Regions from separate parts of the Hordeum vulgare genome. Here region 2 is linked to region 1. Evidence: chromatin contacts called from public Hi-C data. All regions are on one chromosome and are shown on one strand. Each heading gives the region's core, a stretch centred on a gene start, on an enhancer-like site or on the middle of the called end of the contact. The rest is flanking DNA. Distances are from core to core; before and after follow the strand shown.

The links. A called contact is a pair of places that touch in the nucleus more often than the background predicts.
Region 2: a contact with region 1 is called in a Hi-C map of seedling, with 7 times the contacts expected there. The contact joins the promoter of LOC123425474 here to the promoter of LOC123425469 in region 1. A contact is called at or near these places in 2 of 6 Hi-C or Micro-C datasets (leaf and seedling).

Annotation. Positions count from the first base shown.
Region 1 is chr2H:120,305,400-120,311,312 of MorexV3_pseudomolecules_assembly, forward strand. It overlaps LOC123425469 (zinc finger protein 7-like), which reads right to left and starts at 1,334. Exons shown (of 1, transcript XM_045109173.1): 1 at 1-1,334. The coding sequence starts at 227.
Region 2 is chr2H:120,732,266-120,738,354 of MorexV3_pseudomolecules_assembly, forward strand. LOC123425474 (indole-3-acetic acid-amido synthetase GH3.8) reads left to right here and starts at 3,441. Exons shown (of 2, transcript XM_045109176.1): 1 at 3,441-4,067; 2 at 4,194-5,848. The coding sequence starts at 3,601. The coding sequence ends at 5,580.

The DNA of each region.
Region 1 (5,913 bases), core at 84-2,583:
TGCCCGCCAAGGGCCTGCGAGCTGAAGAACTTCCTCAGGCAGTAGTTGCAGGAGAACGTCCGTTGAGGGGTGGCCACAGATTTGGCCTCTGGAGGCTTAGCTGCTTCACTTCTCAATGCATCAATCCCCAGCTTTAGCCATGGCGTCGGAGTATTATCATCGGCGCGACCAGCTTCATCACCTTGATTACCTAATTTCCGCTCTTGTGCTTCAGGTGCTCTCTTCATTGTTTCTTTGTTGGTAGTGGTGCAATAGAGGATTGCTCAAGGTTTGTGTTATTATGGCAGTCCTCTAGTTTGCTATAAAAAGGGGCAGGGGTCTGCAAGTGGCAATAATTCAGGGGAAAAGGCAAAAGTTTCCAGGAGCTTAAAGTGGATCAGGATATGCTAGTTTGCATACCTATCTATTTCCTAGTTTGCTTACGTACCAGTATCCATGTAGCGGTGGTCAGCTCGTTGGCTTTTGTTATTATTATTCCATAATAAGGTTTGTCTTTCATGTATACTACTCTATCTATCTGTTCACGAGAAGCTTCAGTTGCTTGTCTTGCTCTTTCCTCATCAGGTATGTGCCTATTTTAGGTACCAATGTTGCAGTACATTTCTATCAGGTATAGTTCAATAACCTCATATGATTGGCTGTTTTCTAATTCTCTCACCTGTCATCTAGGAATCCGCTGTTCATGTTTGTATATTTCCTTACCATGATTAGTTTAGAAATGTATGTGGAAAAGGAAGTCTCATGACTTAAAAACTCCGGTGCGGTCGAACGGCGAAATTGTCTTCTTCTTTTCGCTGCTAGACTTTGCTCAGCGTCAATAATGAAGTTTGCGTGGATTAACCCAATTTAATACGAACCCTTTCCAGTCCATTTGTTTGATTGGCAATATAGCACTCTCGGTTAAAAGTGCTACGGCCTATTGTATTATTTATTTGTGCAAACGTAGTTGTTGCTTTTTTTTTTTTTTGATTTGAGGTCATCATTGATCTTATCTCATGCACGTTCTCTCTTTTTGTCGCTTGAGGCTCAGGCATGGACGGCGCCTGGCGTTCTCTAATCCTAAAGCTCAGCCTACATCAGCGGCTCCGAAATGGCTTCAGCTTGAGTGCATCCGCCACTCTTGGGCATGAGCGCTGGGCGATCCCCGAGGTGAACACACAGAAGCTTTTTGCCCGGGAACAAGTGGATGGTCATGATCCACTCACAGCATAATGATTGTGCTTATTTATTCCTGTATAGTGATACATGGAGGAGCACTTTTGAGTTTTGACTGCTCGTCTGGGAGACAACTGGGGCTATATGATTATGATCCATTGGAATGGACCGCTGCTTTCTCTCGGGTCACGGTGAGGGGAGGGATTTGAGGTTGGATGCTGATTGCGCCTGGTGGATTGGTGACTCTGGCAGCCTGATCCGGCGGGCGGGGTAGGGAGGGGGTTGGGAGTAGGAGCGCTGCGCCGACGCAACAGGATTCGTTTTGTTCCACGCTGAGAAGAATTCTTCAAAACCCCGGGTGGGCAGGTGGGATGACGGCCTGGTCGCGTGCCGGTCTGTGTCGTACGAGTCGCACGTCGCTCTCGTCCCGGTTCGCTCTGCCTCATACCTCATCTCCTTCTGCAGTGTTGGGCGGAAAATCCTATACGCTGCTCACTGCATCGTAATATCGACGCCACGCACAGGGTGGCACGAGCGATCGATGCAGTGGGCCAGGCCAATTACTAGCGATTTTTTTGTCTGCACAGTATTACTACTGGTTTTAGGAACATTCTAGAAGTTTCTTCCTGAGCTGTACTTTTCTCTGTTCTGTTTCTCTTTTGTATTTTCTTTTTTTTTCTTTTCCTGCTTATTTATTTCTCAAAATTATTTTTCTTTTTCTAAATTTTTTTGCATTTTCTAAATTTTATTCGTGTCTCAATAAATGTTCAAGAATTCCAAAAAATCTTCATATTTTCAAAATACGTTTGCATTTTTCATAGATTTGTTTGCTTTTAAAAAATTGTTCATAGATTCGGAATTTTTTCAGATTTTCAAAAAACTGTCCCCATTCAAAAATTGTTCATAGATTCGGAATTTTTTCAGATTTTCAAAAAACTGTTCCCATTCAAAAAAATTTCACAAATACAGAAAATTAGTCGCACTTTACAAACAATGCTCCCGTTTCCAATTTTTGTTCACAAATTTAAAAATGTTCTTATTTTCAAAATGTGTTCGTGTTTTCCATAAATTTGATTGCTTTATCAAAATTGTTCATAGATTCAGAAATTGTTCAGATTATCGAAAAAATGCCTCAATCAAAAAATGTTCACAAATACAAAAAATTGGTCGCATTTTACAAAAAATGTTCCCTTTTTTCAATTTTTGTTCACAAATTTAAAAAACACATTTTCAAAATATGTTCGCATTTTTCATAAATTTGTTTTATTTTTCAAAAATTGTTCATAGATTCAGAAATTGTTCATGTTTTCAAGTTTTGTTTAGGAGTTTAAAAAATATTTCCATTTTTCAAAAATGTGTGCGTTTCCAAAAATTGTTTTTAAAATTTGAAAAATGTTTTGCTTTTGAAAAAATGTTCGCGTAACCAAAAATTGTTTTCGAATTTGAAAAATGTTCTGATTTAAAAAAATCATGTTTTCTATTTTTGGGAGATTTTACGAAAATATTCCCTTATTATAAGAAATGCTCGCTTTTCAAAAAAATCCATTAATTTGTTTGGGAATTTGTTCTTTATATCGAAATATGTTCTAAAAAAATTTAAATATGTTTGAGATTTTAAAAATTGTTCCCATTTTGAGCTTTTGGTCACAAATTCAAAATATGTTCATGTTTACGAAAAAAGTTCAGAAAATTCAGAATATGTTCGCCATTTCAGAAAATTGTTTGGGTTTGCCAAAAATTGGTCGTAAGTCCAGAAAATTACTCAGATTTTGAAATATTGTTCGGGAATGTTTCAAATAGTGGTACGCCCGCTAATGCTATTTTAACTCTTGCGATGTATTTCTGCTTTGAGAATTCTTCGGTCATAGTGGCTAGCAGCAAGCGCACTTGACTTGGTGACCCAGGTTCGATTCCCACGAAGCGCGATCAACCAACCTGTTTTTGTGATTTTTCACATGGGTTCGCGGTGCATCGCAATGGTCCAGCCCAGTTGAGCACACCTTGTGCGATGACACATCTATTTGCCGCAAAACGCAGCAAATAGGAACTCCCATGTTGCGTCAGGTTTTCGTTTATCTGCATTGATCCGTGCGACTAGCGGCGGATCCCTTTTCCTGTGCCGTTACATCACTTTGGTGACTTGTGGACTGTTTGATAGTCTGCATTAGACCCAATCGGGTCAGTACGGTGCGAGATTTAGGCATAGCATGAACCTGTTGCTAAAAAAAGGCATAGCATGAACCTTAAATCACCTTTAAGTCAAACCAGCTCGTAACGCTTGATATGGCACCACACTCGAGCGATGCAAGAAATCGCACCTATGTTGCTCCACTTATGCAATCTGGTGCGGCTAGTGTAAGTGAAGTTGTATCTGGTATGGTTTACTCATAATCTCCTCACTTCTAATATACATAACAATGCTTCGATTTGGTTAAGGTCTGTACGAAAAATAAGCAGTTCAGTAGTTTTGTTCATTGTAAATGTTCTTTTTTTATTATTATTTCAGTTATTTTGTATGAATTTTGTTAAATTTGTCGAGCATGATTGACCGTTGGAAATTTTCTTTGACCAGTAGGTTCATCTCGTGGTTTCACATAACTTTCGTATTGCATGTTTTCTGTTTCAACAATCGTAGACAAATCTACATCTTCCTCGAGGATGCATTTTGGCTTGGCCATAAACTTTGAGAATCAATTTTTCAAATTCTAGTAAATCCAAATATCGTCAGAAATTCGCAAAACTTGGCATGGTGTCATGACATCACACTTATGTGATGTGGTAAAAAATTTGTCCAATCTGGAACAAGTTTTGGCACAAGCCTCTCACAAAGTAGAGATTCTCACAATAAGCTATGTGGTTCCAATAGAGAACGTTCAATTTTGTGGGCGAAACGACATCCACTAACTCTTCTCGCCTTGAAATGTTTTCTAGAGGCAACATAGAGCAACATGAGGTCGTGCTAAAATATGGAATTATTCATGGTTCCTTTGGCCTTTTTATTGAGTTTTGCAGGCATTTAATGCGCACAATTCAAATTCAAACTACAACCACAATGTCCAACTCACGAAAATGGGTTAAAAAATGATATACGTGTCATTGGATGCATGTTTTCAAATGGGAATGGATTTGAAAACTCTCGGCGTTTTAGCTCGGCCATAGACATTTAAAATCTATGTTTTCAAAATCTAGTAGATCAAACTCTCGTTAGAAATTCATGAAACTTGGCATGGTGTCATGACATGGCATATGTATTGTGGTAAAAAATTATCCATTTTGGGACATGTTTTGGCACAAGCCTCTTAAAAAACTAGAGATCCTCACAAGAAGCTACGTGGTTCCGATAGGGAACCTTTACCTTTTCTGGGCGAAACAACATTCAATGCCCGTTCTCGCCTTCAATTTTTTCTAGAGTCAACATAGAGCAACATGATTGTCATGCTAAAATATGAAATTATTGAATGTTTGTATGGCCTTTTTATACATTAATTGAGTTTTCTAGTCACTTAATGTGCATAATTCAAATTTGAACTACAATCACAAGGTCCAACGCACGAAAATGGGTTGGAAAACCATATACCTATCCATGGCTGCATATTTAGGTCCTATGCAAGAAATGAGAATGAATTTCAAACATCTCGCCTTTTGGAAATATGCCCTAGAGGCAATAATAAAATAGTTATTATTATATTTTCTGTTTCAAGATAATCGTTGAATTATTGATGTTGGTGACTGAAGCTTGTTCGGAGTCTCGGATGAGATCCCGGACGTCACGAAGGTTTCCGGAATGGTCCGGAGATGAAGATTGATATATATGAAGTATCCATTTGGCTTTCGCAAAGTTTTCGGGCATTACTGATAAAGTATCGGGAATGACGAATGGGTTCCGGAGTTCTACCGGGAGGGGACACTCGCCCGGGAGAAGACCAAAAGGGGCCCAAGGGTGGCGCACCAGCCCCTAGTGGGCTGCTGGACAGCCCAAGAAGGCTTAGGTCGTCCGAAGTGGAGAAAAAGGAAGGGAAGGTGGCCAATCCGATTTGGGGAAGGAGGACTCCTCCTTCCAAGTGGAGTTGGAGGAGGACTCCTCCCTCCTCTCTCTTGAGCCGGCCGAAACCCTAGGGTTTCCCTAGGACGCCGCCCCCTCTCTCCCTCCTATATATAGTGGAGGGGAGGTAGGCTTTTGGCACTGAAGCCAAAGTGCAACCCTCCTCCCCTCCACAACTTCTACACCCCATAGCTAGATACGTCCGGCACGGCAAAGCCCTGCCGGAGTAAATTCCACCACCATCACCGTCACACCATCGTGCCGCCGGAGAATTCAGCTACCTCTTCACCCCTCTTGCTGGATGAAGAAGGCGGAGATCTTCACCAAGTTGTACGTGTGTTGAACGCGGAGGTGTCGACCGTTCGGTACAAGATCGGGACGGAGTTCGTGGGACGGATCGTGATCGGCTCGCGAAGACGTTCGACTACATCAATCACATTTCTTAACGCTTCCCTCTTAACCATTATGTGAGTTTCTCAACCAAATTTATTAAGTAATTTATATTGTTTATTTAAAAATAGTTGACAACTTATTTCCATTGACAGCTTATTTTCATTCTTCAAAAAATGTACGAAAAATGGTAGACAGAACCTATTACTACAATGATGAAGCCGAATTAACTTGTCAGGAGATACATAATATTGTCCATTTTATCATTGATCTTGAGAAGTACAATACCAATCAGCAAACTTCCCAACATTGTGGTCAATATGTGC
Region 2 (6,089 bases), core at 2,191-4,690, 430 kb after region 1:
AGGCAAACAATGTTGGCGTTTACTCACAGAACCAGATTTTCTGTGTGCGAGGGTTCTTAAAGGACGTTATTTCCCAAACTCCGATTTCTGGGATGCAAAATGTCCACGATCTGCTTCCTACACATGGCGGAGTATTCTTCATGGTATGGAGCTGGTCAAATCTGGAATCCGTTGGGGTGTGGGAAATGGTTCTACAATCAAGATTCAAGAGGATAATTGGATCGCGGGCGTGAATTCTCAGGTCTTGCATTTGCTTTCTCCTCTCTCGGTTGGCCAGAAGGTTAATTCTCTTTTTGCCGAGGATGGTTTGCATTGGAATGAACAGCTACTTCGGTCTATCTTCGATGCTGCAGTTGCGGAACAAGTGCTTCAACTTCCTATCAGTCGTTTTGGTGACAGTGATTTCGTTTCGTGGCCTCATACTCGGTCTCGTACATTTTCGGTCCGTTCAGCATATCATTTGGCTAGAATGACAAAGGTTTATTCATCCCGCAGTATCACAGGCCGTGGTATGTCCTCTAATCTCCATTGTGAATCCAGTTCTTGGAACAAAATGTGGGCGATCAAGGCACCGGGGAAAATGTTAATTACTCTATGGAGGTTTGCTCATGATTGCCTCCCATCTGGGATGCAGCTTCACCGGAGACATATTCCTGCATCTAAGGTTTGTGTCCATTGTTCTGTTGAGGAGCGTGTTGAACATGCTTTGCTTTTTTGCCCATATGCACAAGCTATTTGGTCTGATATTAAAGATTATTTCGATGTGCATCTTTGTCGGCATGGATTTACAAATTGCAAATCATGGATTTTTGATTTCCTGGCCCGATGTGATGACCTTGCAGCTACAGTTTTAGCAGTCACATGTTGGCATATTTGGGATGCTCGTAACAAACTCAGAGAAGAAAATATTCACCAGCACCCGTCTAGTCTTGCTCTGAAAATCAAAGCATATGTTGACATGATTGTGGAGCATTTGTTCATTAACAGACCTAACCATAGGCGTGAACCCTCTTCAACAGCATCTTGGGTTCCGCCACCGGTAGGTAAAGTGATGATAAATGTTGACACTGCTCTCTTTTCCAATACCAGGAGCATGGGGGTAGGTGTAGTGATGCGAGATCATTTGGGAGCTTGCATTGTTTCCTACGGTATTGGTGTGCCTGAAATTTACAATCCTGAGCTGGCAGAGGCAATTGCTATCAAGAGAGGCTTGCTATTTGCTTTGGATGAAGGTATCCACGAGGTTGTTCTCGCTTCAGATTGTTTGACAGTGATTCAACGTATCAATTCGTTGGTCATGGATCGATCTATTTGTGGTCCTGTGATTCAAGACATCAAGCATATTAGTACTTCTTTCAGTACCTGTTCTATATTTCATGTGCGCCGAGAGCAAAATATTTCTGCATATTTGTTGGCTAGATCTTGTAATCAGTTAGGGTGTCGTGTTTGGCGTGGTGTGTCTTCCGAATGCATCCGGAAATCTATTTGTATGAACATTATGCCATAATCTATAAAGTGGGTGTGTTATAAAAAAAAGTCGTTGTATTAATATAGCAGGGCTACGACTTATTTTAAGAGTGGGAGTTGTACCCCCTCATCCTTGATCAACAGTTGCACACGTTTCAAAAAACCATGTACGACGAAGATTTCGAGCGTGCGTGACAACAACTTGTCCTACCAGCGAGCTATGTAGCACGCGCGAACCGTGCGGCTAGCCAATAGTCCCGGCCACGCCATCCACGTCAAGCTCTGAATGAAGTGGAGATACGCGCGGCCGTCTCTGTCCATCCATTTTGCGTGCATGGTCATTGAAATCGTTACGCTGACAGACACGGGACATAGTACTCGTCAGCTACAACTGCTGCCTGACTTGACAATAGGAACGCCGTGCGTGCCAGGTAATCTAACGTCATTTCGTTTCACAGGATCGATCGATGCCCAGGCATAATCAATGTGGACATATGTTTGTGCACCTCGCACCACGGACGATCCCACCTGTAACAATAATTAACAACTGACGTTCAAAAAAAAAAACAATAATTAACAACTGTGCCCGGCCAAAGACCAACGCCTAGCAACAGCAGCAAGTCAGCTACTACCAAACAGTCTAGCGCACATGCAAAACACGCAACCTTACCTGTAGTTAACAGCGATCAAGGAGTAGTAGTAGTTAACAGTTGATTAAGCAGCGTTTCAAAGTGACTGTCACGGTCAGAATAGAGAATAGTGTAGCCGCAGGGAATTCCAGCACGGGCGTGCATGGCATCGCATTCGCATCGCATCTTTGGACAAAAAGGGTTTTCCAACACATGGCTGGCTGTCCTCCTCCGGTTCACGTGAGACAAAATCCAAACCTTTTGCCCCCGTCATCCTGTCGAGCAAAAGCGGAAGCTTCCCGGCGCTTGCCGGCACACAGCCTCTGCGCACCACCGCACGCTGAAACCCAGAAACCAACCCCCCCACACCCGTGCCCGTGCCTGGTCAAAAATGGGCGAGGACTTTCACGCCCGTCTCGGCCGGCGCGTGCTCTGGTGTGGCGGGAGCGCGCGCAGGGACGCGGTGTCGCCCGCGTGGTCACCAGCTCAGCCCCGCCTCGCACGTCCGGTCGGTCCGGTGGTCTCGCCGCTCCACGCTGTAGGCTAGCCGCCCAGTTGCTGCCCGCGCTCCCTCCCTCCCTCGTCCAATAATGCACAGGCCGGCGACCGCATGGGCGGTGCGGGCGGTGGCGCTCGTCAACAAACCACCTGCGCGCACGAGCCGCCGGCCGGACGGACGCGCACTGGCACTGCCATCCATCCGGTGGCGCGCATAAAAAACCCGCCGGTCAGCCCCCTGCTGCATGTTGCAATAAAAATTGGCGGCCAGGCCGGTGATTCGAAGTTTCCTTTAACGCGAACCGGATCCCCAGCCGGATCCTGCACATTTAGCGAGCGAGCGAGCGAGCGAGCAGCCCCCCATTTTTCTTTCTTCTTCTTCTTCTTCCGTTGGCGATCGCGCCGCGGCTCCGAGGACGTGTCGCGAGGTGAGCCGGTCCAGTCGCAGTCGCCCTCCCAACCACTGAGCCCCGATCGGTTGCGGTTCAATGCACGTCGCCACCACCACGCCGGTCGCATAACCGCTGCTGCCCCTGTTACATCTTACATGCATGGAACGGAGATCAGATGCGTCAAGACATGGCGCGCGTCGCGGTCGATGCGTGCACACAATGGCAACTTTGGCACTCGTATCCTTTACCGTCGGGCCGGCAGCCGCGTACGTGCCGCTGTCCTTGCCGGCTGCATGTCCACCCCCGGACGGGACACTGGGCCCTGGCTGCCCCGCCATGGACAGACAGTTCCTTGACGTATGCCATCTCATGTCCTCCTTCGCGGCCGCCGAGCTCCGTCATCCTCATCCGCGCGCCGCTCTCCCCTATAAATAACTGGCCACGCCGAGCCGTTCTGACACAGGCTTAGTACCACCACAACACAGCAGTCGATCGAGCAAACATTCCTGTCCCTCCCTCCCCTCCCCTCCCTCCCACGCATCCGGCCGGCATTCTTCACCTAGCTCTAGCTCGCGTTCCCTGCTCTGCTTCTCCTAGTGTCTCGTATTCAGCAAATGGCGGCTATGACTGATGTGTCGAGGGCGATCGGCGCGGCTCTGCGGAGCCCGGCCTCGTCACCGGTGGCGGAGGCTGCGGCCGCAGCAAAAGCCAAGGACGCCGAGAAGCTGCGCTTCATCGACGAGATGACCTGCAACGTCGACTCCGTGCAGGAGCGCGTCCTGGCCGAGATCCTCGCCCGGAACGTCGACACGGAGTACCTCAAGAACTGCGGCCTCGACGGCGCCGCCGACCGCGACACCTTCCGGGCCAAGGTGCCGGTCGTGTCCTACGACGCTCTGCAGCCCTACATCCAGCGCATTGTCAACGGGGATCGGTCGCCGATCCTGTCCACGCACCCCGTCTCCGAGTTCCTCACCAGCTCCGGCACGTCGGCCGGCGAGCGCAAGCTCATGCCCACCATCAAGGACGAGCTCGACCGCCGCCAGCTCCTCTACAGCCTCCTTATGCCGGTCATGAACCTGTAAGTTGGCACTCGATGGCATTCCACGATCAACAAGTAATCAATTTCTCCAGTCCAAACTCCAAAGTGAGAGAACAGCTGCTGATTGATCCATGGATCGATCGATCGACCCAATGTTTCTTGCAGATATCTGTCCGGGCTTGACAAGGGGAAGGGCCTCTACTTCCTGTTCGTCAAGTCGGAGACCAAGACCCCGAGCGGCCTCACGGCGCGGCCAGTGCTCACCAGCTACTACAAGAGCGAGCAGTTCAAGAACCGCCCCTACGACCCCTACCACAACTACACCAGCCCGACGGCGGCCATCCTCTGCGCGGACGCGTTCGAGAGCATGTACGCTCAGATGGTGTGCGGTCTGTGCCAGCGCCACGAGGTGCTCCGCGTCGGCGCCGTGTTCGCCTCCGGCCTCCTGCGCGCGATCCGTTTCCTCCAGCTCAACTGGGAGGAGCTGGCCGCCGACATCGAGGCCGGCGCGCTCACCCCGCGCGTCACCGACGCTTCCGTGCGCGAGGCGGTGGCGGGCATCCTCCGGCCGGACCCCGAGCTCGCCCAGTTCGTCCGGGACGAGTGCTGCAAGGGCGACTGGGCCGGCATCGTCAGGCGCATTTGGCCCAACACGAAATACCTGGACGTCATCGTCACCGGCGCCATGGCGCAGTACATCGGCACCCTCAAGTACTACAGCGGCGACCTGCCGATGGCGTGTACCATGTACGCGTCATCCGAGTGCTACTTCGGGCTCAACCTCCGCCCGCTCTGCGACCCTTCGGAGGTGTCCTACACCATCATGCCCAACATGGGGTACTTCGAGTTCCTCCCCGTGGACGAGGCGACCGGCGCGGCGTCGTGCGTGGACGCGGGAAACCTCGTGGACCTCGCGCGCGTGGAGGCCGGGCGGGAGTACGAGCTGGTGATCACCACCTACGCCGGGCTGAACCGGTACCGCGTCGGCGACGTCCTCCGCGTGACCGGGTTCCACAATGCGGCGCCACAGTTCCAGTTCGTCCGCCGCAAGAACGTGCTGCTGTCCATCGAGTCGGACAAGACGGACGAGGCGGAGCTGCAGCGCGCCGTGGAGCGCGCGGCGACGCTGCTCCGCCCGCACGGCGCGTCGGTGGCGGAGTACACCAGCCAGGCGTGCACCAAGAGCATCCCCGGGCACTACGTGGTGTACTGGGAGCTGCTGACGACGGGCGCCGGCGCCGGCGCGACGGCGGTGGACAAGGGCACCCTGGACGCCTGCTGCCTGGAGATGGAGGAGGCGCTGAACACGGTGTACAGGCAGAGCAGGGTGGCGGACGGCTCCATCGGGGCGCTGGAGATCCGGGTCGTCCGGGGCGGCACGTTCGAGGAGCTCATGGACTACGCCATCTCCCGGGGCGCCAGCATCAACCAGTACAAGGCGCCCCGGTGCGTCACGTTCCCGCCCATCATCGAGCTGCTGGACTCGCGCGTGGTGTCCAGCCACTTCAGCCCCGCCCTGCCGCACTGGACCCCGGCCCGGCGCTCCGACTAGAGCTCTGCTCGACGGCGATCGCCCCACACGAAGCAGGACCCACGACGTCTCCGCCTGAATCGATTCACTCGTTGGAAATTTTGGTCGTTGCCGTCGGCTCGGCTAGTACTAGTACGTTACGTAGCTCTAGTAGTAGTAGAACGAGAGTGAGTGCCAGTACCACCTTTGATCTGATGCTAGGAATGAGGCTGGAATATGGTTAATGATTAATGCTTGATGTAACAGTCCGATTACTGCCGGAATATGATGATTAATGGTTGATGATTGATGTGCTTGTCTGTCTGTATCTATCGGGATTATGATTGATTGTTAATTAACGGAACGGAACATGCCTCCAAAACCGTACGAGTTAGTGTGTACTTGCAGGATATATTTCCCCAATTATTGGCCACTAGCCGACACCAGCAGAGAGAGACCGGAGGCCGGTTGTTCTTTCCTCATTCTCCTGCCTTCGGCCTTCCCATTTTGACGGCAAGAACTCGTTGCTGCTGCTTGCTCGTTGGAAAATG